Linked DNA regions of Mus musculus: regions 2, 3, 4, 5, 6 and 7 are each linked to region 1. The links are chromatin contacts, called in public Hi-C, HiChIP or PLAC-seq and promoter capture Hi-C maps. All regions are on one chromosome and are shown on one strand. Each heading gives the region's core, a stretch centred on a gene start, on an enhancer-like site or on the middle of the called end of the contact. The rest is flanking DNA. Distances are from core to core; before and after follow the strand shown. Region 1 holds the start of Klf6 (Kruppel-like factor 6). Region 2 has its middle 220 kb from the start of Gm24790. Region 3 has its middle 130 kb from the start of Gm24790. Region 4 holds the start of Pfkp (phosphofructokinase, platelet). Region 5 has its middle 4.5 kb from the start of Gm24790. Region 6 has its middle 13 kb from the start of Gm24790. Region 7 has its middle 3.9 kb from the start of Gm40659.

What was found. Promoter capture Hi-C pulls out the DNA fragments that hold promoters and counts their contacts. A called contact is a pair of places that touch in the nucleus more often than the background predicts. HiChIP or PLAC-seq counts read pairs in DNA pulled down with a chosen protein or histone mark.
Region 2: a contact with region 1 is called in a promoter capture Hi-C map of second pharyngeal arch cranial neural crest. The contact joins the enhancer-like site here to the promoter of Klf6 in region 1. A contact is called at or near these places in 6 of 39 promoter capture datasets (the 3T3-L1 cell line, cranial neural crest, frontonasal cranial neural crest and 2 more), 9 of 115 datasets of contacts at active chromatin or transcription factors (bone marrow-derived macrophages, craniofacial prominence, embryonic forebrain and 6 more) and 2 of 9 other capture datasets (embryonic stem cells and pancreatic islet).
Region 3: a promoter capture Hi-C map of second pharyngeal arch cranial neural crest shows a contact between it and region 1, with 5 times the contacts expected there. The contact joins the enhancer-like site here to the promoter of Klf6 in region 1. A contact is called at or near these places in 7 of 39 promoter capture datasets (the 3T3-L1 cell line, 3T3-L1-derived adipocytes, cranial neural crest and 3 more), 1 of 484 Hi-C or Micro-C datasets (cortical neurons) and 8 of 115 datasets of contacts at active chromatin or transcription factors (the 230-238 cell line, DN3 thymocytes, the NIH/3T3 cell line and 5 more).
Region 4: a Hi-C map of CD8 T cells shows a contact between it and region 1, with 5 times the contacts expected there. The contact joins the promoter of Pfkp here to the promoter of Klf6 in region 1. A contact is called at or near these places in 7 of 39 promoter capture datasets (the C10 cell line, cranial neural crest, embryonic stem cells and 3 more), 16 of 484 Hi-C or Micro-C datasets (B cells, CD4 T cells, CD8 T cells and 10 more), 7 of 115 datasets of contacts at active chromatin or transcription factors (astrocytes, bone marrow-derived macrophages, craniofacial prominence and 4 more) and 2 of 9 other capture datasets (adipose tissue and liver).
Region 5: a contact with region 1 is called in a promoter capture Hi-C map of embryonic stem cells. The contact joins the enhancer-like site here to the promoter of Klf6 in region 1. A contact is called at or near these places in 5 of 39 promoter capture datasets (the 3T3-L1 cell line, cranial neural crest and embryonic stem cells), 1 of 484 Hi-C or Micro-C datasets (embryonic stem cells) and 5 of 115 datasets of contacts at active chromatin or transcription factors (the 230-238 cell line, embryonic stem cells, epiblast stem cells and 1 more).
Region 6: a promoter capture Hi-C map of second pharyngeal arch cranial neural crest shows a contact between it and region 1, with 4 times the contacts expected there. The contact joins the enhancer-like site here to the promoter of Klf6 in region 1. A contact is called at or near these places in 12 of 39 promoter capture datasets (the 3T3-L1 cell line, 3T3-L1-derived adipocytes, HPC-7-derived erythroid cells and 7 more), 2 of 484 Hi-C or Micro-C datasets (both in uterus) and 9 of 115 datasets of contacts at active chromatin or transcription factors (craniofacial prominence, embryonic limb bud, embryonic stem cells and 6 more).
Region 7: an H3K4me3 HiChIP or PLAC-seq map of neural tube shows a contact between it and region 1, with 3 times the contacts expected there. The contact joins the enhancer-like site here to the promoter of Klf6 in region 1. A contact is called at or near these places in 10 of 39 promoter capture datasets (the 3T3-L1 cell line, HPC-7-derived erythroid cells, the SN4741 cell line and 5 more), 2 of 15 datasets of contacts at CTCF or cohesin (large pre-B cells and pro-B cells), 11 of 484 Hi-C or Micro-C datasets (the C2C12 cell line, adipose-derived mesenchymal stem cells, cerebral cortex and 4 more), 16 of 115 datasets of contacts at active chromatin or transcription factors (the 230-238 cell line, the NIH/3T3 cell line, SST interneurons and 11 more) and 2 of 9 other capture datasets (adipose tissue and embryonic stem cells).

Annotation. Positions count from the first base shown.
Region 1 is chr13:5,860,116-5,864,116 of GRCm38.p6, forward strand. It overlaps Klf6 (Kruppel-like factor 6), which reads left to right and starts at 1,374. Exons shown (of 4, transcript NM_011803.2): 1 at 1,374-1,727. The coding sequence starts at 1,524.
Region 2 is chr13:4,969,577-4,973,577 of GRCm38.p6, forward strand. No RefSeq gene overlaps it. Among named protein-coding and RNA genes, the nearest start is that of Gm24790, 220 kb to the right of the region's middle. Within about 2 kb of position 2,080, at least 8 of the 459 cell types and tissues checked have an H3K27ac peak or open chromatin away from gene starts, as enhancers often do. A contact at or near this core is called in craniofacial prominence, embryonic limb bud and second pharyngeal arch cranial neural crest, where this site is marked.
Region 3 is chr13:5,058,256-5,062,256 of GRCm38.p6, forward strand. No RefSeq gene overlaps it. Among named protein-coding and RNA genes, the nearest start is that of Gm24790, 130 kb to the right of the region's middle. Within about 2 kb of position 2,171, at least 16 of the 459 cell types and tissues checked have an H3K27ac peak or open chromatin away from gene starts, as enhancers often do. A contact at or near this core is called in the NIH/3T3 cell line, SST interneurons and second pharyngeal arch cranial neural crest, where this site is marked.
Region 4 is chr13:6,646,790-6,650,790 of GRCm38.p6, forward strand. Pfkp (phosphofructokinase, platelet) reads right to left here and starts at 1,982. Exons shown (of 22, transcript NM_019703.4): 1 at 1,782-1,982. The coding sequence starts at 1,890. It overlaps Gm35730 (a long non-coding RNA gene), which reads left to right. Exons shown (of 3, transcript XR_382032.3): 3 at 1-49.
Region 5 is chr13:5,183,431-5,187,431 of GRCm38.p6, forward strand. No RefSeq gene overlaps it. Among named protein-coding and RNA genes, the nearest start is that of Gm24790, 4.5 kb to the right of the region's middle. Within about 2 kb of position 2,286, at least 10 of the 459 cell types and tissues checked have an H3K27ac peak or open chromatin away from gene starts, as enhancers often do. A contact at or near this core is called in embryonic stem cells, where this site is marked.
Region 6 is chr13:5,201,128-5,205,128 of GRCm38.p6, forward strand. No RefSeq gene overlaps it. Among named protein-coding and RNA genes, the nearest start is that of Gm24790, 13 kb to the left of the region's middle. Within about 2 kb of position 1,809, at least 16 of the 459 cell types and tissues checked have an H3K27ac peak or open chromatin away from gene starts, as enhancers often do. A contact at or near this core is called in craniofacial prominence, embryonic limb bud, neural tube and 1 more, where this site is marked.
Region 7 is chr13:5,252,918-5,256,918 of GRCm38.p6, forward strand. No RefSeq gene overlaps it. Among named protein-coding and RNA genes, the nearest start is that of Gm40659, 3.9 kb to the right of the region's middle. Within about 2 kb of position 1,899, at least 2 of the 459 cell types and tissues checked have an H3K27ac peak or open chromatin away from gene starts, as enhancers often do. A contact at or near this core is called in neural tube, where this site is marked.

The DNA.
Region 1 (4,001 bases), core at 124-2,623:
ACATAGGCCTACAAACCTGACAAGCCTATGGTTCTGGCACATGCTTCTCTTCTAGACTTCGTAAATTAAACAGAAAAACTCCCCTCAGCTTATTTTACGTACTTGACAACTTTTAAAAGGATACTATTCATTAAAAATTATATTCGAAGTTGTTATAATTGGATTTTTATTCAAAAATTTTAGTCGCTCGTTTTTTTTTTTTTTTTTTTTAGATATCATGGTGTGCTTTGGTAGATAATTTGTATGAAAAAAATTGTCATCTTCAACCTAATTTGAATTGTTTACACATCCATGGGAAAGCCTGTTAACCTTGGTGAGACATCTCCGAGACTGCCTTCTACGAGATAAACAGATTTAAACCCCATTAGCAGCAAAATCTGCATCTTCTTTGAATTAAAACTGTGCAACAAGAAAAAGGGGAGTTTTAAGCTGTGAATGTCCAGGTCTCCAAGTACAGTGTGGCCATGGCGCCAGGTCACGGATGCGATCTTAAAAGCTGCATTTTCAACTTTTGAGTGGGTAAAATTCATTCCTGAGAACTGAGTGTTTTTGACACACTGGTCAGGTAGGGGGCTTTTGAGATGCTCTACCGTTTCCCCCTCTCTGCCTGCGTAAGAAGTGGGGGTATTTTGGTCTCAGGCTCCTGTCATCCTCCGTCCTAGACAGAAACTACCACACAGTGACTCTGGAGTACCAAGTCCCCCTGCTGTTCGGTCTTATTGTCCCATCGCCACAGGGAAACCTGCGGGCACGTTTGCGCCCACCCCGGGGCACCTCTGCATCTCTGAGTATGGAGGGGACTCCGAACAAAGAGAGAAATCAAGGGACCAAGGAGAATGGAGGGTCAGGGAAGGATCCGGGAACACGGGAACCCAGCGGGAGGAAATGAGGGGGATCGGGAATATGTCTGCTATCTTTGGTCTTTTTGGGGGGTGCCGGTCCGTGTGACCGGATCAGAAGGTGCAACCGGGCAGCCGGGCGGCGGGGACAGGTGCCCGGTTGCCCGGCTAGGCTCCCCCAGCTCCGGCCGCTCCGGCCGCACTTCTGCAACGTTGGGCTGTACACCTCCCAGCGCCGACTCCTTCGGTGCGCCGTAGCCCTCGCCTTATATACCCTGCTAAAAATAGCCTGTGAGACGTCTTTCCAATCAGCGCAGGCCGAGTTCGAATTGCACCAATAAGGAGGCCTTTAATGAAGAGGCTCGGTCACGCCAGGCGGGGCCGCTGTGTGTCCGCACCGGCGATTGGTGCGAGCTGACATCATCGTCGCGCAGCCCCGGGTACAGGAGCGGCAGGATTGGGTACCGTGGGGGGCGGAGCTCCAAGCTGGTCACGTGGGGGGAGAAGGGGGGAGCCAAGCGGGGGAGGAGGGGGGAGGCTGGCAGCGGAGCTTTGAATAGGGAAGTTTTGCAGGGGTTACGCTTGCAGTCAGTCCGCTGTTTGCAAATATTGCGTGGGCTCGGCGCGCTGCGGGCTGCGGGAGGGTCCGGACCCGGCGTCCGATTGCAGCGCCATCCAGTTTGCATGAAACTTTCACCTGCGCTCCCGGGAACAGTTTCTGCTCGGACTCCTGATCGTTCACCTCCCTGTTTTCCCGACAGCGAGGACTGTCTTTTCCAACCCGACATGGATGTGCTCCCAATGTGTAGCATCTTCCAGGAACTACAGATTGTGCACGAAACGGGCTACTTCTCGGCTCTGCCGTCCCTGGAGGAATATTGGCAACAGGTAAATACGGATTTTTTTTTTTTTTTCACCTGCCCGGTACGCCGAGGAGGGAGTCGCGCGGAGGAGCAGGCAAGATGGTGTGTGCTTGGAAGTGCATCTTTTTAATGATGATTAGCATTTGCCTAATTAAAAATATAAAGTAATGATCTTAAGATGTCCTTCTGCTGCCTGGAATGATGAAGGCACTGTAGAGCGAGCCTTCGGGAGCGAGGAGTAGAGTTGTCATTTGTGTGAAGGCGAGCTCTCCTTCCCACTACGTTTTTATTTCTTCATTTTTTTTTCGTGTTTTGCTAATTCCGAGCTTACGAGCAGCATACACCTGGGGGGGGGGACCCCAAATTATTCTGACCGATCCAGACCTGAGCCCTTGGCACAAGTTTGGGGTTTGTACCAGCTCCAAACTCCACAGCTGGACCCTGTCATACGAACGAGCTTGCCTTGACTACCAAAAGATTTGATTTAAGGATTTTGGTTTTGTTTTGATATTTGTATGTCCCAAATTTAAAAGTCTTAACATTTTGCTTGCGGAACGCAGTAGTTCTTTTTGAATTCAAGGCCATTTGCAGTTTCTTTTCCGTCTGGATAATTTCTTATCATTCACGTATGCCTGCCTTGTTTTTCTTACCTGCTTTTCTTGTTGACTGCGCGGCGGGTGTGTGTGTGTGGGGGTGCTGTTTGCACACAAGTGACTTGTCAGTCATATGACAATGAGTCCATTCCTAGTTGCTTCGGGTCTTACTTTGGGCAAGAAAAATCTCTAATTCCGGCATTTTAGTGGAACTAGAATTTGGGGCAACCGGAATAAAAGAAACACCCCCTACCCCTTCTAAGTCATAGGATTCTGTGAGTGGCAAAAATATTCTCAAACACTTTCACCATTGTCTTTAAAAACGATGATTCTGTGGCCGTCTCTCTACCCTTCTGGGTATTTTTTTTCCTCCAAGTGAATTAGCAGATCAAATAAATTCCGTCGGTTTCACAACCTCCCAGGCTTTAAAACCCAGGAAAAGCGAAGTGTTGGCTGAAACCTCCCCATGCCGGCTTAATTGTTCACAATCCTCTCTGCCTTTCTCTCCCCCTCTCCATTTTTCCTCCTCAAAGAAGCTGCTCCCTGGGACGTGATTGAAATTGATCTTAGTAGTTTCCTTTAGGCATTTGGGATTTGGGCAACTAGCCAGACTTGGCTCCTGGTCCCCTTCAGAGCCTTTTAAACTCCCAGAGAGCTTCGATCAGGTCCCCACTGCTCATCAGCATACTGGCGATTTTAAATTAGCCAGTTGATTAAAGTTTAACAAGATCTTCATAAATGTCTTCGCCATTTCTTTGGAACATCAATAATAGGTATCGCCGCTTCGATTCCTAATACTGTACACACTGTAACAGACATCGAATTTTGGGGGGAAATGGAAAACAGGCACCCCCTCTTCCTTAGCTTGCTTGTGCTTGCTGTGTGAGGCCGGGACTTAGGATGTGTATACTGTGATAGAAGGCACATTGTTTAGTAAGCTTTAGCCCTTTTGCTGGTAGCCTGTGCTCAAGATGGTCTGTACCCTGATAACATTTTTTTGTTGCAGTTTAGTGCCGAAATTTCTGTCTGTAGAATAGAATACACAGAGGCACAGACGGCCTTATATGGGCATGCAGGCAAAGCTAGTGAAAAATCAGGGCCTACATAATTGAATCCTAAAATCTTTCCTACCGTTTTTCTTTTCCAGTGGCTAGAAAGTTTGAGATGGTGGGGAGAGGGGATTGCTGATCTCTGCAGTGTGTAGCTCCTTGAAAGGTTGGTGGCAGGGCTGGGAAGGGGCACCCTGTTATGGCACACTGCATGTATATTTGAGCCGGGTCCTTATTTGGCTGCAGGTCAGAATTTCAAAAGGAAGTCTCCTTTGGCATTGCGTGAAAGAAAAAGGAGTGATGACTCATACTGTTGTACCCTTGGCCAGGAGATAAAGTCCTTGTTCATTGTGGGACTCCCAGAAGGGCCAGGGAGTAATTTCCCCTTTCCATCCTTTACAATAGCAGATAGCTACTCTGGAAGAATTCACTTCTGTTGTCAAGGTTTCTTGTTTCCCTGTGGCCAGTGCAAAGAAATCATTAAAGTTTGGTGGTATCCATAGTCCTGGACTTGGGAAATGACATTTAAAAATATGCATGTGTATATGTGTGTGTGTGTGTGTGTGTGTGCGCATATATATATATATATATATACATATATATATATATATATATATATATATATATGCATATGTATATGTATATCTCTTAGGTCCC
Region 2 (4,001 bases), core at 830-3,329, 890 kb before region 1:
AGTGTTGAAAGCTGTTTTGGGAAGCATGCAGCACAGCAAACCTTCTGGTATGGCTGGAAAGAATAATAATAATAAAAAAAGAGGTGGGGGCTAGCATTCTTTAGTCAAAAAAACCTAGTGTGCAACTCTTAAAGATTCACTCATATCTCTACAGGCCCAGCCTGTGAATTAAGCCTCCAAACATGGGCTTTGGGGGACTGTTTAGTATTTAAGTAATGACAGTAGCAAGCCACACAGGATAAAAGCAAATAATAGGCAAACTTCTAGAAACCCATTAAATTGTAAAAAAAAGAGATATTTATCAGTAATAATCCTTTTAATAATTTGTAACCCTTAACTAAATTTCCTCTCTTCCTCCCACTTTCTCCTTCTGAAAAATCTCACACTGATGATGACAGCACCAATTTTCACAGCACAATACACCTTTGCACCATAGTGATGGATAAGATCATAGCTAAGTTGAGAAGTAAAAACCTAGGAAGAAAGATATTGGACCACCAGACCTCATTTAATATTATAATTATAAGCTCCCACTCAAATAGGCTTCTAGAAATTAAAGCAATGTGGAGCCAGTTGGGTGAGTTAATTTTTATCCCTGCTCTCTATTCTGGCTTTATTTAATGGAAGCATGTGGAAGGGTAGACTACACCAGAGGGCAAATTACTATTACTCTGAGAATAGGAATTCCTTTCGAGTGCATTGTTCAAAAATAGATTATAAGTGAGATTGGCATGATTGAAAATAGCTTGCATTTTTCCTTTTTAAATGTCACCATAGTGCAACCCTGTTTCAACAAGGCCAAGTCTGCCCAGAAGTGAACAAAAGACATATTTCCTAAATCTCTCTTGTTCTCACTTAGGGGAATGGGTTCAAACCAAGAAGCAAAACTATTAATGTACACATACAAAGGAAAAAAATACACCAATTTCAACAATATTCTACTCAACACTTTTAATTCAAATCAGCCATTTGCTAACATTCAGGGGTTTTAAAATAAATAATTAGATTGGTTTTAAATCTGCCACATACTCAAGACTTCACTGCTTTGAACGAAAACCAGCCATTCTATGCTGGAACTATACCAATCTTTGAGAGCTGAAAAAATAAGCCAAGTTGGCTGCATTCCCTCCAGAAGATGCCTTGTATTGTGAGCAGAAGCCAGAGTTTTCAATGATGTGCTCATACAGTGAAGGACTTTGATGCTGGAATATATGGAGTGGAAATTGAAACATGAAGTGCAAGATATCAAAACCTTGTAAATATATATTCATTATGGGTAAAATTATACTTAAATCAAGGAAATTATGGCTATGATCTGCCCAAAGCCTCTCACAGTTTCCAGAATCAAACACATTCTTAAAACAACGAAAAACAACAACTTCTCAATAATATGAAAATAAATCAAAGCATGAAGTCCAGTAATGTTTGTTAAGGTTTTGAGAGTGTTGATGTATAGACACAAGGGCAGAGTACATCTTTAGTATACTTGTTCTCTTTCATGGTATTTAGCATCTGTAAATCAATTTTATATTCTCCATATGAAGGAAAAATAATGCAATATAAAAATGTAGACAGATGTGGAGATGCCTGCAATCCCAGCACTCACAGGTTTAAGGCAGAAGGATTTTGAGTTCGAAACTAACCTGGAGTACAAAACAAGAATCTACTTCAAACAAAGAAGCAACCAGTTATTCCCCTTTCCCATTGTGTGTTTGTCTTTCAAGTGAGTTTTTAATGGAAATGTTTGGATCAATATTTTATTTTTCCATTAGAATTTTTGTTATGATTTGTATTCGTGTATAAATTGTGCTTTTTTTTTTTTCTCCTGCGGTAGCTTTTCTGCTTGGCAAAAGCTGTCACAAAGGAATGCTTTACCTTAAACTATTTCTAGCTGTTATTTCAAACAAATCAGTAACAAAAGCGCCAAGCATACGGATTGCTAAACATACTTCATAGGCTCCAGTCCCATAAAGGTGTTAAGCTATTCATTTTTAATTCAGTTTAATGTCTATCTCAATCCCCAGACTGGTGTACTTATTGTTCCAACATGTGAATGTTTTCATTGTAAGAGTTAAATCCAGAGACAATTTGCTGCTCCATATGTTTCCAATTTCCTTCCCTTTAGCTCATGGAAGTCTGGCTTCATGGAGGAAATGTCATGTCCAAGAAGTGGCTGGGAAGCACTTTTCTTGGAAAAAGGAAGTAATGTTCTTTTTATTTTATAGTTCATGAACTGACTTCTAAAGATTTAAATCCATTTCAAATGTATGAAATCACCAAGTTCAAGAATGTTCTAATATTGGCAAGGAGCACTTCCATTTCTGATTAGAATGATGTCATAGCATGAAGCTACAGGCAGACAAACAGCACAACTTTTGGACAAAAGGAACAGAAATTGAATTCCCACTATTTTTTCTTGCAAATGCCTTAAATGGAAGCCAAAATACTTATGTATCGACATTGTCAGCCCGTGATGTCATATTTCTCAGTAATTCTAGGACAAAGTTAAATTTGTTTAATAACTTTAAAACGCATTTGAATATTTTAGGAAAATTTTATTGTTCTGTAGAATGCTTCCAAATCTCAGTAAATAGCATTGTAAGCTTTGTGAGTTATATTTAGAGAGTAAAGGATCAGGCTGGAGAGGTGCTTGGTGGGTAAATTACAAGTCTGAGAAAGGGAGGAACCTAGTCCAATGCCGAGGATCCATGTAAACTCCCCTGTGATCCCAGCTCTGAGGAATGAAGCAGAGGTAGGCAAAGGGCTGAAAGCTTGCAGGCCAGTTAACCTGACTGAAATGGTCAAGTTCCTTGTTGGTGAGTGATTCTGTTCCAAAGAGTGGAAAGTACTTAGCAGAGAGATAAAAAGAACATAAAAGAATAAAAAAAAAAATGTTTGACAAATTGGATGTGATTTGTACTTAAAGAATCTTACATCCATTGTATAAGGAAGAAACACATCCTTTCCAAAGGCCCAAGAACACCCATAAAAAGTGACCTCTAGAAAGTGGGATAAGTTCACAATTATAATCCAAAATTTTTCAGTAAATAATCAAATAAAATTAAACATAAGAGATCTTTCTTTTATCATCTCCAAAATTTTTTAATTAGGTATTTTCTTCATTTACATTTCAAATGCTATCCCAAAAGTCCCACATACCCCACCTCACTCCCCTACCCACCCACTCCCACTTCTTGGCCCTGGCATTCCCCTGTACTGAGGCATATAAAGTTTGCAAGACCAAGAGGTCTCTCTTCTTTTTATCTCTCTGCTAAATAAGCTAATAAAATATCAACTAGGGCACAGTTAAAAATCTACAAGGGTATGGCTATAACAGTAATTTACAGGGACACAGTTGTAACAAATCTACGAGGGTGTGGTTGTAGCAGTAATCTACAAGGGCATGGTTATAACTATAATCTAACAAAGTCTTCCTTGGTTTTGTGATGACTTTTGCTGTATACACTTAGCTCCTGTCATCTGCGTACAAAGGCTGGATCTGTCCTGTTGCTTTAATAAATACAGGTTTGTGATTAAAAAAAAAAAAAAAGAGTGTAAAGTATTTGAGAACTGCCACTCACAATTGTCCTCTTACCTATATATACTTTCCATGCATAGCACACACACACATGCATGCACACATATATAACACACACTTATACATACATCCCTATATTACTTACACACCATGGGATTGCTCTCTGCCTATCTCTGTCTGTCTCTGTCTGATTCTGTCTCTTCTCTCTCTCTCTCTCTCTCTCTCTCTCTCTCTCTCTCTCTCTCTCTCTCAGAATTAAATAATAAAACCATTGAAGAATAAGACAGAAGCTTTAAGAGAGTGAAAGCATAAATTGATCATTGAAATATTATTGGAGAAAGAGAGAACATAGAATGCTACTAAGTAAAATATTTAGAGCAATGGCCCTTAGTTATCACTGATGGGTAGTTTTGTGATATAAAAATATTATGTTTAACAGTCACTTTAAATATAAAAATAAGGA
Region 3 (4,001 bases), core at 921-3,420, 800 kb before region 1:
AGGCAGAAGTCTAAGAACAAGGGCATTCTTAGCTACACAGTAATCTTGAGGCCAATCAGTGATACATGAAAGTCTGTTAAAGGGAAGGAAAGAAGAATAAGAAGGAAGAAAAGAGAATAGAACAGGAAAAGGGAAGGAAAGCCAGACTGAGGGTAGTAGGAGGAGATAAGAAAATGAGGTACAAGAGAAGGAGGGGAAGAGAACAATGAAGAGGATTAGGATGGAAAGGAAGATGATGAGAGGGAGAGGAAGGGGAAAGAGATTTTGGGGAGATGGAGCAGAAGGAAGAGACGGAGAAAAAGGAGAGAAGAGGGGAAGCAAATAACACCAATAATTTTAATATTTGGATACATGAAAGAGTTGCCTGTTGTTTATTGTTACTGTATAATAAAATCATTAAAACTTTATTAAACGCAAAGGATAGAGAATATATGTGTTTATGAATAAATAATGCCATGAACAAACAATGAGGCATATGTAAATTTAAAAGTAAATCTATCTATCTTCCACGTAAACTATGTTATCTTCATCCTTGTAACAATAAGAAAAAGGTAATTTAAAAAGTCAATTGAGAAAATATAGTTTACTTGCTTTGTAAAGTAAACAAGCTAATAATGTTCCTATTGTATCTATAAGAGAAAGTGTCTGGTAGATCTGGCTCTCTGTTTGAGGAAAAAAAAAAGTCCTTTCTCTGCCTCTCTTATCCATGTCTAGAATTAAAATGGCTCAGCTGGAAGTGACAGCCACCTCTTGACACAGGTCATGCATCACACCCGAGGTTCTCCTTACACTTTGCTTCTATGAAAAACCAGAAGAATCGGCTGTTTTTGACACACGTTTACAAACATTATATTCGAACATTGTCAAAATGAATCTTTTTGAGAGCCATGGCAGTTTTAAAGGTCACTGATAACTAGGTTTCTTGTCAAATACAGGGAAATTATACTGGGGGGAAAAATCACTATTTTACCAAAAAGCAGTAGAAAATGTCAGAGTTTAATGGTGAACTGAACCCAACCTTATTATTTGGGGGATGAGTGTTATTTCTGTTGATTCTTTTCTGCTTTTCTGTGTCTAGTGGGGCTTTCTTTCCTACCTTTACTCTGCTGAATGAATGGAATATTTCTGTAAATATTTTATTGGAATCTCACAGGATTTTATCTTGACCTATTTTTTTCTCCTGGTTTATATTCAGCAAAATTTGATAGTAAAATTTGCTACGGTTGGGCCTATAATACTTAAAATCGTGTCTTCTCCATGAAAACTGTGTCTTCACTATCAAAGTGAGTCAGTGCTCCTCTTGGCACCTTATGTAGAGAGAGGTTTCCAGCAAGCACAGAATTAAGTGGTATCAAAGCCAGGTCCAGTCATGGTTATCCTAAAACAAAAGATTTAATTGATACAGAGTGTGTGTTCTGTATTGAAAGAATGTATTATAGCAAACTATTTACTCATTCCATTCAATGTTTACATATGGAATATGATATAATTGCTTATAGTTGATTGCTGGAAATAACAACGAAGTTATATTTAGAGATTATCAGTAATATACATGAAAGACTTGAATGAATCCTTCATATCATGGTACAGTTTCAATGCAGAGAAAGTAAGAGAGGAAGAGAGAAGGAAGGAGGGGGGATTGGGTGGGGCTCAATTTCTAAGTTTTCATTTAACAGGTAAGCCATACAATCCCAGGGGACATTTATCCCCTTTAATAACATGAATGTGAGTATTTATTATGCTGTGACTTTGTCAAGGGAGCTTAGCAACGAAATAAGATAACAGCTGTATATTTTGTAGAGAAGTTTGCTTAAAGAGGCAGTTGCCATGGGAACACTTGCCAATAGCAATTTGATTTTGTGTTGTAAGAAGCTGATGAGTTTACTTTGTCTAGATTATTTTTTTTTCATACTGAAAAATTCTTGATATGGGGGTGGTTGTGTGGATTAATCATTTCTGGCTAATTTATACATTTAAAATTTTCATGTCCGTTGCATGTCACAGTGGAAGTAGAGAAGACTAGTTCAGACACTTCACCAATTAATCTCATATCAAAAATTTCCTGTGCTTTCAAAGGACTGAGATTGCTTCAGTTTTTGCACTGTGGCTCTGCTTCTGGCAAATGAGTCACGTTCAATTATAAGTCCTCAGAAATTCACTTAAAATAGTTGCAGCTGGGAGATGTAAAAAAAATCTTATGAATGAGCAAAAATGAAGTGAATAATGCTGCACAAGGAAGACTCTCAATGAAAAATCTGGTAAACAGTCCTGTGAAAGAATGAAAACGGGAAGCAGATGTTGCCTGATAAGACTGCTTACTTACTGGGAGATACCAGCATGGATCTGCTCTGGTTTCAAGTAAATTTTAGCTAAGCTAGTTTCTCTCGGCAGGTGGCTTGGCTTCAGCAAACTCAAGGATCTTGATCAAAAGATGAAGTGCACTTTTACTTTGAAAGTTACACAGATATTTGTTTTATTCAAGTCCAGGCATGTAAGAGAGCCAACAGTCACATGTCTGTGGAGTGTGGTTTGCTCATATGGTCTCATTATATCTACATACCAATGTCAATACAGCATATCCACAAAGTCTGGACAAAGAACAAACTTTTATGTCTTGCCACAAGCAGTTCCCTACTCCAGACTTCCTTGCACATCCATCCTTCATTAGAAAACCTTCAATTACTCAGATTCTCACACATAGTTTTATAGAAACTTATATGAGATTATCTACTATGTTTAAGCTTAGGAAAAGCTTCTATCAACCAAGATTCAAGACTACATTTTAGAGATATTAACCCTGAGCACTGAGAAAATATTCCAGGAACAAATTGAAAAAAAAATGTAGAAGTACTACAAGTATTAAGACACTTTCAAAATATTAATTACTCAAATAAAACCTGGTTTCCAGAGATGGATCTTTTCTCAAATCAAGAAATAAATTAATCTTCGTGCACATGTGTCATCGTTCCCCAGGCGGAGTGGCCCAGATGTTGATCTCCTCTTTATCTTTCTTGTCTTCACAGCAGATGATTTCAGAGAAGCATATGAGGAATCCATTTGATATAAAGTGACTCCTTATGTGTTTGAGGACGTGTTTGGATCATTTAAGCTTCTGTTAGGAGAAACTGCATCTCATTTTAAGAAGTGGTGTTATCATGGGTTGCATCGGTTTGTCTTATCTTGGAAGAACTAGTATGAACCAGCCTAGGAAAGAACAAGGCATCATTCAGAATAATAACAATAGTGACCATTCAGTAAGCATGTGTTGTCTCACAGTGATGTTTCAAAGCAACTGGTTCACTGTGTTTTCCATGTAGCCCTCTGAGGAAGTTATGATATTATCCTCACTTTGGAGATCAGGTAACTGAAGCATTGTGGGGTCACATTTATTTTCAAATTTTTCTATGTGGGCCTATGGAGGACTTCTAAGTTAGGACATTTTAATTTGGAAGCTCTGCTGCTAACCTTATCATCATCCCGAGTATGCTTCATTTCTCCTTTAAAGGATACTTCAGATCATTCTCCATTCTAATCATGATTTCCAATGAGTCAATAAAGATGTCCAAGAAAAAAGCTCTAGAAAAACCCTGGTTCACCACTTGCATCAAATTCTCCATGGACTTTTCTTATTTAATTCTTCAGTATTTTAAAGGCTCTATTATACTCACAACATTGACTGCTTTATATTTTATGTTTTGAGAATTTTTAAGGTGTATTTTATGACATTCTTGTTTCTCCTGCTCTGACCCATCCTTCATCCTTGCCATCTTCTCATCCAACTTCATGTTAATATAATCAGTCACTCCATTGAAGAGAATTGGTTTTTCCCTGTCCCAGAAACTATCATTTGTTAATATCTTCTTGGTTAGGGAGTGGAACTTGTTCCCACTTCCTCTCCTGTATTCTTGGAATTTTTGTGACTTCAGCTTGTGCATGGCTTATGCATACTCTCATAGTCACAAAGTGTGAATTTATACTTGCATCTGCCCTGCTGTGTCTGA
Region 4 (4,001 bases), core at 732-3,231, 790 kb after region 1:
TCTAACTGACCCAGGATGTTAATTCTGAAATAAAACCTTTATTGCTTAAGCTTGCAGCTCTAGTGGTCAAAAGCCCCTTCCTGTAGTGGGAGTGTCTTATTATCTTGCCTTAGCAGGGTTCTGTGTGAGGATGCTATTTTTCCAACCTCCGGTGTATCAAAGCATTCTCTATCTCTGGGAAAACAGCCCTACTACCTGAGGAAACATTTATACAGAGTATCTCCTTACTAAAATCCTAGTATTACTCCAACCCTGCTTTCTGGGGAGGAAGGCGGGCCTAGTGCCCTATGGTGACTAACGTTGCCATTGGTTCCTTTAAGATAATGGGAGGGAGAACACTGGGGACCCCCTCACTTTTTCGACCCAGCTTCCGGTTGTTTGTGAGCCTGATGCTCTGCACCTCGATGCTGCGCTAACGTGAGTGAGGCGGTGTGGGAGACCTAGATCTGAGCACACCGGAGGTGACGGGCCTGGCATCACGTAGGCTCCCACGCCGGGCGGGGCGGTGCCCTAAGCAGCTCCCCAACCTGCGGCACTGGCGCCAGCCCCGCCCCGCTCAAGGGCGAAGGGAAGGTCATCCGTGGGGTGGGCGGAAGGCAAGGACTCCAACCCTAAACCTCCCGGATTGAGCTGGCTTAGAACGAGGGAAAATATAACATGGCATTTGGATGCATCCAGGGTAGAGGAAAGAACTGAAAAGCAAAAGCAAAACCTGGCTCAGGAACTGTCTGCAGCCGGCACAGACCTCAAGACTTGGAGGGCACATACTCTATGAAAATGTAGGTCTTGCTTCTAGCGCGTGTCCTCATCAAGAAATTAGCATGAACTCGGAAAGCCCACTGTTTGGGAACCCCAGCGCCCCCACGTGTACCCAGGATTAGAGGCTGGGGCACGGTACAGTCACCCCATTGCTCTTACATTTTAAGTATTCTCAGTTTATCAAATCCAAGCGTACAGAAATCGAGTCCCTTCAGCTCTGAAATCAATCCCGTCATTGGGAGAAAAGGGAAGCCCGGAGCTGGTAAGTGAGGGCTGATGACGTCCCGGAGTCCCTGCTTCCTGGTCTTTCCCGTCCTGGGGAGGCTGGCCCCGGAGGGCCTAGTGACCCATTTTAGTTTTCACTTTTGTCACAAGCAGGAAGAGACATTGCCTGGCAGTCAATGCCACACCCTGAGAGACCCCTGCACGCCCCCCCCCCCCCAGCTGCGCATCCCGCAATGCAGCAGCAGAGAAGGCTGCTAGCACCGCTTGGGAGGCAGGACTGGGATGGAGGCGCTGTGGGTACCCCGCTGTTTTTCCTACGAGTCCCAGGGATTAGGGTGGGGCGGTGCTGTGGCATCCTTATCGTCGCCCTGTACCTAATTCCAGGAAAGAACGCCTGGCTCATATGACCCAGACAGTAGACGACCCCATTGGCTAGCTCAATTAATAAATTTGGGGATGGAAAACTGGTTCATCTTGGGAATGAAGAATCCTACACAAATATCCTTTATCTTCTGCCCCTCACCACGTAATGGAACTCTATGGTCGCTCCTCAGGCACCCTAGTTGTTCCTAGATTAGGGTTTTCCCTACTCCTGAGCCACCGGTTCTCCTCGGCTCTCATAGGTAATTTTCACCAAGCCCTTTCCTCATCCTTTCTCCCAGATCCAGGTCACCCAACGTTTCTCCCCAGCTCTCCCTCTGTTCCCAACCCGATTACCCTCCTCTGCAGCCCTCTCCAGCCGCCCTCGCCCCCTGCCCGGCCCTTGGAGACCAGCGAGAGAGCTGGTAGGCACGCACCTTGGGCATCCCCGCCGCTGGTCAGGACACCGATAGCTTTGCCATCCCCAGAGAGGTGCTCCAGGTACTTCGGATAGGCGCTGGAGCTCGAAGAATCCAAGTCACTCATGATGAGGAGGTAGAGACGCCAGACACTCCCGTACTCAGCAAGCACTGAAGCCCTGGCCCACGCGCGCCAGCCTTGGAACCGCTGCCCCGCCTGCACCCGCAGGAGCCGCCCACGCCCCGCCCGAGCGCCAATGGGCTGTGGCGATGGGCGGGACTCACGCAAGGGCGGGGCCTGTTGTGTCAAAGACTCCAGCACTCTGCAGGGGTGGACAGGATAGTATGGACACGCGTTCTGTTAGGGATGCATCGCTGTGGTCCCTGAGAGGTGGAGTCGGGTTGGGGTGCCTTCTCAAGCGGGGGATGGAGGGATTATAGCCGGGTAGGAAACCCATAAGTGGCATAAGTGAATGGCAGCGCAGCTGCAGGGATGATCCCACAAGTGGGCGCGGAGCCTGTCAGCCCACCACGTGGGCGCAGAGGCTCGTGGGGCGCCCATTACCCCACCTGCTCTAGCTGTTAGGGTGGCGGTTGAGGGAGCCCAGAGGTCTGTGCAGTAGAGCAGAGGCACGCGCCTCACTTCCGGCAGGGCTCTTTCCTGGCCTGACAGTCAGAACAGTAGGGCGCTTCAGCATTTCTGTTCAATGTCCAGGATCCATAGGATCCTCCAGGTTTCACTTCTCCTTCGAAATTGAGGAAAGATGTGTGAGTAGATCAAGTTGTGTCACTGACTGTAGAGAAAGGATTGGAAGTAGAATGTCGGGGAAAGCCATTCGTAGACACACCCTCAGGAAGCAGGCCTGAGTTCTGGATAATCCAAAAGAAATCGGAACAAAAAAGGCTTGGTAGATTCCAGTCTCCACCTAATGGAAGCCCTGCTCTTGATTTGTTAGTCAGAACCCGGAAGGTTCTATTAGAAACAACAATAAAATAAAATAAAATAAAATAAAATAAAATAAAAGTATCCAATCTGTGGTTGATTTTGTTTATTTTGAAGATGCACCTCCTGGGGATCCCTGAGTTGTCCTGGAGCTTAATCTCTAAAAGCACGCAGACCCCTTCAGCAGTCATCCCAAGAATAAGACCTCAAAAGCAAGCAAACTGGATAGCTCACAGAAGGGGTGGCAGCACTGAGCCTCCTTCCTGTGCAAATTATACGTGTTGAATACATAGAAATATAGGAAACAAAGTAACAACCTAGGCAAAGACAATACAGTCTTACTACTATTAGGACAACCCTAGAAAAAAGATGGAGGCGCACAGACTTGTATCTTCCAACTTACCCTTTAAGCTTCAAACATTTAGGGGGGGGGGGGAGATCCAATCTACTGTAGACAAGGATGCATGAGATCTGATCTCTGCCTTCTTGAATCAGTTGAGCAATTCCTGAACTCCCATGATCAACAGAAGTTGGCTGCCTTCAGGTCCCTCCCAACCCCCACCTTCCAACTTCTGGGAAAACAGCCAGGAAATATATATATTTTTAACAGGTTCTCTAGATTTTTATGATGAGCACTAAACTGGAGAACATCTGATCTAATAGCTTGATAATGGATTTTCCCTGAGCATCATTCTAAAAGGGAAGAGAAGAGTATCACTGGGTGCCTTGAAATTGTCTTGAGATGCTCTTAGCCAAAAGCACTGGAAGGAGGGGTGTCAGACTCAATGGACCACTGCCCACAGAGGTTTCTGTAGCTCAAGGCCCAAGGTGAAGATCTGGAATTTTAAATCATGCCTTTCTGAGGCAGAGAACACTCGAAATAGGAAGAAGCACAGTGAGTTTCCTCTGAGCCAAATGTCCTATAGGGTTGGGTTTTGTGCCACAGACAACAGCATTCCACAGGTAGTGTGGTTCTTTATGAATTATTAGAGATACTCCAAACATTTAGCATTACTTATTGTTTTCCTTCTTTCTTCTTTTTCCCTTTTCTTTTATTGTTTATTTTTATTTTGGGGGTTTTGCTTTGTTATTTGATTTTGTTTGTTTGTTTGTTTGTTTTCTTCTGGCCTTTTTATACTGTTTTCTATTGTTCCACTCCTGTTTCCACGATGCTCTATCCTATTTTTTTTTTTTTTTCAGCGCTGGCTGTCCTGGAACTCACTTTGTAGACCAGGCTGGCCTCGAACTCAGAAATCCGCCTGCCTCTGCCTCCCGAGTGCTGGGACTAAAGGCGA
Region 5 (4,001 bases), core at 1,036-3,535, 680 kb before region 1:
GCATCCACATTGATTAAAGAAACTCTAGTAAAGCTCAAAGCACACATTGCACCACACACACTAATAATGGGAGATTTCAACACCCCACTCTCATCAGTAGACAGACCCTGGAAACAGAAACTAAACAGAGACACAGTGAAACTAACAGAAGTTATGAAACAAATATTTAACAGATATCTATAGAATATTTTATCCTAAAACAAAGTGTTATACCTTCTTCTCAGAACCTCATGGTACTTTCTCCAAAATTGAACATATAATAGGTCACAAAACAGGCCTGAACAGGTACAAAAATATTGAAATAATCCCATGAATCCTATCAGATTACCACAGACTAAGGCTGATCTTCAATAACAACATAAATAATAGAAAGCCAACATTCACGTGGAAGCTGAAAAATACTCTACTCAATAACTTGGGAGAAATAAAAAAAGAAAATAAAGACTTTTTAGAGTTTAATGAAATGAAGCCACACATACCCAAACTTATGGGACACAATGAAAGCAGTCCTAAGAGGAAAAATCATAGCTTTAAGAGCCTCCAAAAGAAACTGGAGAGAACACACACTAGCAATCTGACAGCACACCTAAAAGCTCTAGAACAAAAGGAAGCAAATTCACCCAAGAGGAGTAGATGGCAGGAAATAATCAAACTCAGGGCTGAAATCAATGAAGGAGGAACAACAATATGAACTAGCCAGTACCCCCAGAGCTCATATCTCTAGCTTCATATGTAGCAGAGAATAGTCTAGTCAGCCATTAATGGAAGTAGAGGCCCTTTGTCTTGTGAATATTATATGCCCCAGTATAGGGGAATGCCAGGACCAGGAGGCAAAAGTGGGTACTTTGGGGAGCAGGGGGAGGGGGATGGTTTAGGGGATTTTCAGAGAGGAAACTATGAAAGGAGGCAGTATCTGAAATGTAAATAAAGAAAATATCTAATAATAAAAAATAAAAATACTTCATCACAAACTCTGACTATGTGATACTCAATTCTATTTTACCCAATTTTATAACTAAACGCACCGGAGATAATTGTGTTCTTGAGTTGTAGGAGATGTTAGAGTTCTTTTTCTGGCCTGCTGTGATATCTGGAGCCAGAGAAGGTTGTGGATATTACTAATTAATTGGCTCCATCCTTTGCAGAAGCCATCATAAAAAGGTCTGATTGATTAAATAATACCTTTAGTCAGTAATGAAGAATGGAAGCTATTGTGAAGTTGAATTTTGTTAAAATGAAGCTATTTCACTTTAGTGGCTCTTAAAGGAAATTAGAGCTTCTTGGAAGAGAAACCTTCAGAATTACTTATAACTGCATTACTAGTATTGGTTAAGATGTACAGGTTAGGTTATTGTGGTCTGGATAGATAACAATTTAACTTACAGAAATTAATTATTTATGAGAAAGATTTCTTTATGGGGAAAACTAGAATGCTTAAGAGTACATGAAATGACAGAAAAACTAGCTAATCACTTCCTTGTTTTGGGGTAGAAGTACAGTGAAATCCATGTGAAGTGGGACCTTCTGGATGGCTATACTAATATGCATCACTGAATGATATTCTGCATCAACATATGACCTTGCTTACATACATGACCTTTCTTGCAGCACACCCTCTTATGTCCCTTGTCTGCGTAGGACGGGTCTCTGGGTGCAGATGGGCAAGGAGTCAGCCAATGACAGACAGATCAACATTCGAAATTGTGTAGAATCTGAATGTATTGTCACAAAGTGAACACCAGTCTTATATAATACAGAAAATAAAGGGGGTAGGAAGTCGCAGCAGGCAAAGTACATTGAAGTTACCTGACACAAAGGAATGACTTCAAAAGGACTTACAGGAACCAGGTAAATGTTTACAATAAAGATAAAGCAATCCTGCCTAGGGTCAGCTTAAAGACAGGTAAGGATTTCACACCCTAGTCACAATTAGTGCTACTCCTTTGAGCCTTGTGAAAGCTAGCACCAGGGGGTTCTGCTCTTCTCATGAATAATGCAATACCACAACCCCCATTTCCTAGGCCCTGATAAATTCTTGCGTGAGTGTAACTTTTAAGTATCTGTGGAGAATCTCCATTTGTCAGAAGAATTCACCAACTTGCTTGTAATATGAAATGTAGCCTGCTTTACCTGGCTGTAGTGAAGATCCCTGTCTCAGTGGGATTCCCTAACTTTTACAAGGTAAACCCACCTATTAGCTAGGCCATTGTGTATGGGTGAGACTGGCTACTGCCTCAAGTAAACACTCTGCAGACTAGCCCTGAGCTATTCTAGCTCTGTTCTTTGTAATGCTTAATTAGGTTCACTGTCTCTACTAGAAGTAAATTTGAATGTTACTGAATAGGTAACCTCACTGAATTCCTACTGAATTCCCAGTTGTTTCAAGTGTTTTCTGTGACATTGGAACACACTGGCAAAGGCTTAGCTATGTCAGAATTCAATCTTAAAAGGCACTTATAATGAGGTAATACTAAAAGAGAGCACATGGATCCGTACACTAGACTAATGCAGGGATAGGGTATGAGTATATGGGTTATGAGAACACCAAAGTTCCAGGAGGTGTATTTCCGTGAAACTCTTTGCCTCGTGAGTGCTCCCAGGCCTCTCAGCCTGCCAAGCAAACTTCACTGTAGTGTGTGTAGCACATGCTGACAAACTCTTTGCTTAGAAAAACAGATGTTTTCTGTGCATATTTATACAGAAAGATAAGTAGACAATTTGTACCTGAGAAGCATCATTTATATTTTCTCTTCCTGTTCATTTACAGATAAATGTACACAAGGTTGCACACATAGGTTGCTGGTGTCCTTTTGTAAATTAGAAGTAGGCCCATGATACCAGGCAACTATGATTTATCACTTGCTCAACACACTATCATATTAGTACTAATTGTACACTTTATCCAATCTACCTACCTCTCAAAAAAAATCAACATTCAACAATGGTCTAATTTTCCATTTCACAGAGAATTAAAACAATAAAATATGTCCTCTAGTGAATGAACTTGTTCTCAGTTGTCTAACTCCTCCTTCATCATTGTCTTCCACAACTTCCTGTCTTCCACACAAAGGATGTCTGTGTACATTACAGGTCTGTGTCACAGCTCTTCCCATGACCTTTTTTTTTTCTAGCATCACCTTTATTACTTTCACTCATTCTCTTGACATGATGAACATCCACAAAGAATCAGTTCTTGTTCAGCATGATGACTCACTTCCTGCAACAAGAAGTTGAGGCAAAGAAGTTACAAGTTTGAATTCTATCCTGGGCAACTTAGTATGACTTTGACTTAAAATAAATATTCTATATTAGAAAGCTTAGTACACAGTTATTATGCTTAAAGCCTTGGACATAAACCCCTCATACCATAAAACAAAAGGAGAGATAGAAGAAAGAAAAAGAATCATATTTAATTAGTTTCCTAGATGAGAGACTATCAAATCCAAGGCCATTTGCATACTAAGGAACTATTCTACCACTGACTGCCCCTATTTTGAAGGAAATCTCCCTTCAAACTCCTAGACAGTTCTCAATTTCTTCTCCAGAATCACATTGCCTGAACACTGTTTATTCTCTTTTTTCTTCTCTTTCATGTCATCACAAATCTAGTATACTCTGTCCATTCTTCAGGGGTATTTCTTCTTGGTGCAAAAGGAAGGGGAATTATGCTTGTAAAACAAAGATCAACACACACTGCAGAGCTTCCCATTCTCAGTAGGTCTGCAACAACTCCTAGTGGAGTTTGTCATCAACTTCATAGTGATACCTTGAGGTTAGGCACCATTCTGGGGAATTATCATCACCATTCATGGGACTCCTTATCATATTTGACATATAAAGCAGATTATACAGAAAGAAGTAACCACAAAGTAAGCTTATTTCCATTTGTTCTTCACTTATTTTCTGATCATATCCAAATTAAAATAAAGGAACCTACCTAAAATAAATCAGCACCTACCTCCAGTGTAGACAGGAAAAAACAAACAAACAAACAAACAAAA
Region 6 (4,001 bases), core at 559-3,058, 660 kb before region 1:
TTAGCCACAAATCGTGGTGTTACTAACGACATAATTCTTGCTTAGGCTTTGCTAATTCTGAGGTTGATAATTCTCCTTTAGGAGCTGCACAGCACTCAGAACTGTGCATACTGGTTTGTGATTGTACAAATTCAGTATGGGCACCACTTGGTGCAGAGATACTTACTGCAAGGGAAGGTCCGGCTTGACCATTTCTGAGTTTCCTGTGAGATAAACCCGGTTTGAAAGAGGTTGGTACCAAATTTTGGTTAAAAATAAAAAATATTTTCCGGCTCTACCTCGCCTCCCCAAAAGGTACCGAGAGCCACATGTGTGGGTTTTACCCACGGGAGGAATCGGGTCCATGTCCACCCAAGCCAAGGTTAAAAGCCCACTCATCTACGGATGAGAAAATCATTTGATCACCTCAGTTAAGCGTTGCCTTATTTAACTTAATTAATAGGGGGGGAGAGAGATTGGAGACGTACTATTGAAAGGGCAAGCCCTTCACTGCCTCCCACCCAAATAAAAGAGCCGGTCGAACGCCTTCTCCCTGTTTCCCACCTATCTTCCAAAAATGCGGAAGAATATCAACTTAGTGTTATTTTCACATCGTTCAGTCAAACTTAGCCAGAGTTCCAACGCCCTACTTAAAATTCAACTAAAAAGTTACCTACCAAGTACTAATTAGCATTATAAAGTCAGAGTCTGCAGCTCCAGGCCTTTCAGTTAGTTGTTTACTAGAAAGGACAGTCTTAAGCCAGATACAGTTTACCATAAGAAAAGTTAAAGAATCCCAGTGAAGCAAGTTTTCTCTTTAGCCCTAGATTCCAGGCAGAACTATTGAGCATAGATAATTTTCCCCCCTCAGGCCAGCTTTTTCTTTTTTTTAATTTTGTTAATAAAAGGGAGGAGATGTAGTCTCCCCTCCCCTAGCCTGAAACCTGCTTGCTCGGGGTGGAGCTTCCTGCTCATTCGTTCTGCCACGCCCACTGCTGGAACCTGAGGAGCCACACACGTGCACCTTTCTACTGGACCAGAGATTATTCGGCGGGAATCGGGTCCCCTCCCCCTTCCTTCATAACTAGTGTCGCAACAATAAAATTTGAGCTTTGATCAGAATGAAATTGTCTTAGCTCCGTTTTTTCTTCCGCCCCGTCTAGATTCCTCTCTTACAGCTCGAGCGGCCTTCTCAGTCGAACCGTTCACATTGCGAGCTGCTGGCGGCTGCAACACATTATAATACTTAAGTTGGTCTCAAGACCTTATGGCTTACTTATTTTAAGACTCTTGATATGGCATCAGGAGTACCAGCTCTAAATTTCAACAGAACCATTCAGATAAGCCAATTTATGAGTTGCTTTGACTGAGCTACTTTTTTATCTGGTCTATGATGATTGGTGTAAAAACTTAAACATGTAAAATTACATACATGTATAAACACACAAATGCACACAAAGCAAAATCTAGATGCCATGGGAAAGATAGGTGGGTTGTATCAGTATAGGTATCTTGATTGTAATAGTGTACCATCATTTTGCATAGCATTAACAATAAATAATACCTCTTACAATTTCATGTCAAGCTACAATTACCTCAAAAAGCTGTTCAGTTAAAAGCAGAAACAATAGGACTGACTAAGCCAAAGTTACTTTTCAGGCCCATGGGAAATGGGGAGACAATTGTTCTGGACTAAGAGAATAGCTAGTAGGGTTTATAGAGAGGTACCTTCCATCAGCTGTAAACAAAGCTTAAACCGAAAGGCTAAGGGCATTACCAAACACTGAATATCAGTAGCTGAGCTTCACTTGGTATGCTGGACACATTTTTCTAATTAAAGAGCCATTTCTTTTGCACAGATGTTTTCAATTTAACAGACCACACTAATGTACAGAATGCTGGAACAGCCTTTCTCATTTTCAGTGACTGCATCTCTTCCCTAAGCCAAAAGAGTTAAATCTGTAGATTTTAGTTTTAATGAGTGTTTTTTTTAATACAAAACACATCCAACAAAAATATAACACATTTTACCAAAAAGTAGCTTTATTTTGAAAACTAATTAGTTTACATAAAACAAAACCTAAAATACACCAAAAACAAAAAACAAAAAAATGAGCAAAACCTATGAAATTAATTAATCAACTTTATAAAGCTAATAAAATTCCGATTCTGTCAATGTCTCTGATTCTATGATTCTGGTAACTTCTGTGTCTTATGACTGGCTCCTGGTAATCCCTGATTGATAACTATTGCGTATCCAATCAAGGAATTCAGAAGACTAGAGAGAAGGAAATAAACTCCACTGGCCATTCTGTTAAATAAAGCTAATGGCTAAGACTGTTTTCATTTTAGTTTAAACATCATTTACTTTTGTCATGTGGGGATAGTGTAACTGGATTATAACTATTTATAAGACAGAAGCTTACATTTTGATCGTACATTTCCAAACCTGTGCAGTTCCTGACCTGACACATGACACAAGACAGTATCTGTCATCTTTATACTCTCTCTTAGTAGAGAACCCCATCTCAGGGTAATGGGTGCTTTTGTGTCTGACTATTTTATCCCATCCTTAGGAAATTGAGGCTTATTTAGTTGGAATTAAAACGTGTTCTCCCAAATTGGGTTATGTTCCCTGATTCTTATATATAACAGTTCATATATGCTTTGTGTTTACAATGGAAACATATTGTTTTGATACTGGAACCCGAAGCAAAGTTAATGAACTATCATAAGCAATGAACCAATGCTGCTTGAACATGACTTTGGGCAGATAATAAGCTCTCACATCTGTTAGACACATAGACATAGTGAAACTTCAATGTGATGAGCTTTAGCTTTTCTGTCAACATACAAGTATCCCAGTTGCATCCCATGCTTTCTGACACTGATTTTTGTGCATCCCTTTCTTTTTATGAAGCTTAGAAACATATAATTTACACCAAAATAAAAACTTATTGAATCTCAGTTCTTTTGTAACTTGTACTTTGCAGCTTATATTACATCATGGTCATTCACATGGATTTATTCCTTATCCTCATAAAATCCTTAGCCTTGACCTGTCTTTGTTATGATCACCACAAGCTTAATTAGGTACAGAAACAAAACAACTTCCAGAAAAAGCTTAAGAATAAACGGCTGTAGCAACCACATGTTGTGGAATCTTTAAATCACTGTACTTTAATGTCAGCCACAGTTACTCATGCCTTTAATCTCAGCAATCAAGAGACCAAGGCAAGAGGGTTGGCATGAGTTCAAGGCCAGTCTAGACTGGAAAAATAAAACCCTATCTCAATAAATGGGAAAATAACCCAAAGCTGAGGAGTTATTGACCAAAGTCAAAAACGACTGGAGAAGGGTAAAGGGTCAGTTTTCCTTAGGGGTGTGGTCCCTGGTAGGCTCCCACACTCCAGTGAATTGTCATGAAACCATACATATATAGGAAGTTCTAACTCAACACAGTGGGTTATTTTAAAAGAGGAGACAGACAGACAGACACACACACACACAGGGAGAGGGAGAGAGGGAGAAAGGGAGAGAGAGAGAGAGAGAACATGCTATTGAGAGAGAGATGAGTGGGGATGGGATATAAGAGACATTGGACAGAAGAGAATGGCATGGATATGGTAGAAATACATTGTACGAATACAAGAAATTCTCAAAGGATAAATTATTAAGCAAAATATAATTTAAAAGAAGGGGAAAATGTTAATGTACTCTAGACTCCATAATATTGTCTGTGTGTATGTTTACAATAACCTTTATATTTTGTAAGACAACAGATGTTAGTGACATGGTTACCACAGTGAGAGGAATGCTAACTTATGGAACAAATTTCAGTAAAAATAGAGTATGTCCTTTGAACTAAAATATAATAATTAATGTGAGAGTATATTTAAAAGATAAACATACCATAACAAAACTCAGACTGGAAAAATCATTCAAGTAATTTTAGATAGCTTTCTTATTACATTTAGATCTATATAGACACTAATAAATAAGGCTAGAATGAGTAGGATACC
Region 7 (4,001 bases), core at 649-3,148, 610 kb before region 1:
ACACAGAAAATGTTCTGAAGTCATAACCACACATCTTGTCAATCAGAAAACAATTATGTTTGAACAACCTCTAGTACAATGGAGTATCCTGAAGGAAATGAATCATGTTCTCACATGTATAAACAAGAGATTATGTGAAACATAAGGCAAATTTCTTAATTGGAATACAAAATATTGGTTGTTCACTCTATATGTAAAGACAGGTGGGTTGTAAGGAAAAAGAAGACAGGTGAATGTCAGCTGCCTGACAAGGTCCAAGGTCAGAGTTCTATCAAATAGAGTTGACAGCTGGGAATCCCTGAAATACTGAAGTTCTAGAGAAGCTTAAACTTGCCAGGGCACACACAAAATGTCCATGAAATCAACCCTGTTTACCATTCTACACAATCAGCAAGCTCTCTCTAACTAACCTGAAACAGGAGACCTGCTTGTAAATGTATGACAGTCTTGAAACTGAAGTGCAAGTAACTCGCATAGAAGTACCACCTGGTGCCATGTATCATGAACTCCAACATGCTCTCCCCAAAATAAATTGGGTAGTCTTACGTGGTGATAAAGATGAAGCATCTCTCAAAAAAGTACAATGGTGTGGGGTTTCCATGAAAACATTTTGGAGAGTGAAAACTCCACATGATGTATTGACACAACCTGAGATTTGAGTGCCCCCGGATCTCACCATTAGAACAAAGCAAACACTAAACCTTTTTTATTTGATTTTCATAAAGTAATTAACTCCTACATAAAATGTTTTACAGTGCAGCGTCTCAGCCAAATAATATCCTGCATTTTGCCAAATCTGCAAATGTGCATAGTTTTCTGAAATAGAGGCTTTCTGAGCACTGTCATAAGCATTGCCCACCAGATTACCCCACACAGACTACGGGTGGCATTATCTATTTGATGAACAAACTTAAGAGATATGACACACTATCTTTATTTTCTATTTTAAATTTAAGCATGATGGCATTAAAGTGGATGTGAAACAGATTTATTATGCAACATTAAATCAGCCAATGAGAAAAACAGAGCACTAATTACTTAAATAAGCTTATTCTGCATCTGACTCTTGTTGCCAAATAACTCAATATTTACCGAATATTGGACTCTTCAAAGGGTAGCACATATCACACCTTTATACAAAAACACATTAGTTCACACACACAAACACACATACACACACAAACACATGTACACACACACACATCGCTCCTGAACAATTATCACAAATGGGCTTAGTGCATAGACTAGAAATTTAACATGACATTAAAATTGGTCCAATAGATAGCTAAGAGCAGGCCAGACATATTTTAATATCCTGGGAGACAAAATGTAAATCTAGGAACACACCGTAATGTATTGTTTCCTCAGCAGCATGCTGACAGTCCTTTCATCTACAGTGTTGGTACAATAGGTTTTAGATGCAGCTAGCATGTGCTTCAATATGAACCATGACAAAAATGCCGGCACTTAAAGGATTGCTGTTGTCATTGTTTGATGGTCAGTTTATTTTTTCTCACCCTTGGACTTTTTCCAGTGCATACAGATCAAACAGGATTTGGTAGTCTGTTGCCCCAGCTATCTAAGCATGTTTTCTGGGTGTCGAGTTGATATTAACATGATGTCTTATGAAACTTACAGCGAACACACAGATTGGATTTTACAGATCCACTTCTCATTGTGTATTTATGATCCCCCATGCTGGTCTCAGACCACCCTGATTAGTAGAAAAGGTCTTCATGCCATTGTCCCTAATACCACCTGTTGACAGTGGTCACCTCTAAGATGTGGCAGTTTTAGTTTTATCAGAAACATGATGGGGATACTCAGATGTCCTTGTGAACACAGTTGGGAACATGTGGTGCTTCTGAACCTGACCCTGTAGACTGTTTGGTAATATGATATTCCTGATGACCTCAGGGTTCTGAGCAGGAGAAGAAAGAGAAACTCTCTATTTTAAGCTACCCAGCTATGTAAACACCACATGGGCAGAAGTTACATATACAGAATCCAGACAAGCATCAGCCTGGATACTCATGACCACCATCATCTCCCACAGTAAATCTGAAGGAGAATCAGAATTCATTAGAATTGACATTAAAGGCAGTGCTTTCAATTATCACTGTGTCATCAATGTATTTCTGCATGTAGACGACATGTTACATTTATAATCTGTTAGAGAATGGATTGTGTAGTTTGATGTAAGAATCTTTGATATGTTTAATTTCCCCATTAATATATTGCAATTTTTAATTTTTCTAATAGAACCCTTATGTCTTCTTGGTCACATCATTTGTTCAGATTATCTTAAAATCACTGGTCTGGTCTGACATCCATATTAAGATATGAATGAATAAAATGACATAAAAATTGGGCTACAGAGATAGCTTGATTGACAAAAATGCTTTCTGTGAAAGCACAGGAGTCTAACTTCAATCTGTAAAATCCACTTTAAAAATGAACTGTCACAGTAACCTGAGTCTGTAGTCTTTGTTCTCGGGAGAACCAGATGAGAGGCTCCTAAGGCCTCATTTGCCTATCTACTGAACCAAATTGGTGACGTTCAGTAAAGTATTATATCTCAAAAATTAAAATGAAGCATGAATAAAGGGCAAACAAGACATAAGTTTCAGGGCTCCTTATATACATGCACATGAACATGTGCTCATGCACTCAAACACACAAATGAAGAAATAATAAACACTTAAAAATCAAGTTCACTGACATCTATTGATTTTAATGCTGTTTAGATTTTTATCCACTGACAAAACTCAAGCAATGTTTATGCCAGAAAAATCCAATATTCAGAAAATGGTGATACCGGACCTGATTTTCATTTCTTCTCCTTATTCTTCTCATTTCTAGTCTTGGATCTCAGACAGCAGTGTGCTCCTGCTGTACACCTATACAACCATGTATTTATTTCCAGCCATCTAGATATGGCACATTAGCCAGAATTGCTTTATTCTTTCATTGATAACTAAGTTTTCTGACTGTTTATATTTCCAGGCTGTAAATCCAGGCTGACAAATTTCTTGATGTCATTAAAATGATAATGAAAGCCGAATTTGTGTTCTCTTATGACACATATAGAGAATTCCACAAATTGCACACCTAAGAAAGCCTGTGATGGAATTGAGTGCCATGAGTCCAAAACTCATTGAGTTTGTATCTTATTACTAATAAGGAGTCACTGATGAAAACACTTTGAAGAATTATTGGGGTATTTAGGAAGTTAGTTTACTCTATCTTGAATGGCTGTGTCAAGGTGACAGGTTATACTCTGACCCATTGGTAACACCAGCCTGGCACCTTGCACTGCCTAGGATTATGTGGCCATGAAGACTGGGGACTTGTGAACAAAATGTCTGCCTTGTGCCCAGGCTGAAGTTTGTTGAATAACATGATTCAATTGTTTAAACATACACAACAGCCACGACTGTTATCATAGCTGAGCTCCTTTTCTTTGTGCCAGTTATTGGAACATATTAGCATCTACATGAGACCCTAATGTTGTCAGTGTAGTGGGATGTACCAGCCACTGTACTAATGTGCTTTCCCTGTCTAAATGCACTGCTCCCCAAGCTTTTATGGATGGAAAACTAGATAACTCTGCTTCATAAACTGCACTCGTAATAGCTTGAATTATGGACAGAAGAATGAACAAAATAGATAAGAAGAAGGGACAGATAACAATGTTAATTGTAAAACTCAGGAGGCTGGAGCAGCCACTTTCACAATGCAAGTCTTTGAGCTTCCCATGTTAGATATTTTTAAATGAAATGTTTGAGATTGTGGATTGTGCTTATGGTAGTAATTAGCAATCAATGATTTACTGTATGAGTACACAGCCTAGGGAAATATGGAGCCATTTTCAAGGAGATGATTTGATAAATCACATGGTTCTCTGGGTTATCAATTTTGTTCAGATTTGTACTTTTGTTTTCTAAATATGAGTGAAGAAAATGGCACTGAGTTAAGTAGCTTGTCGTACATTATAAGAC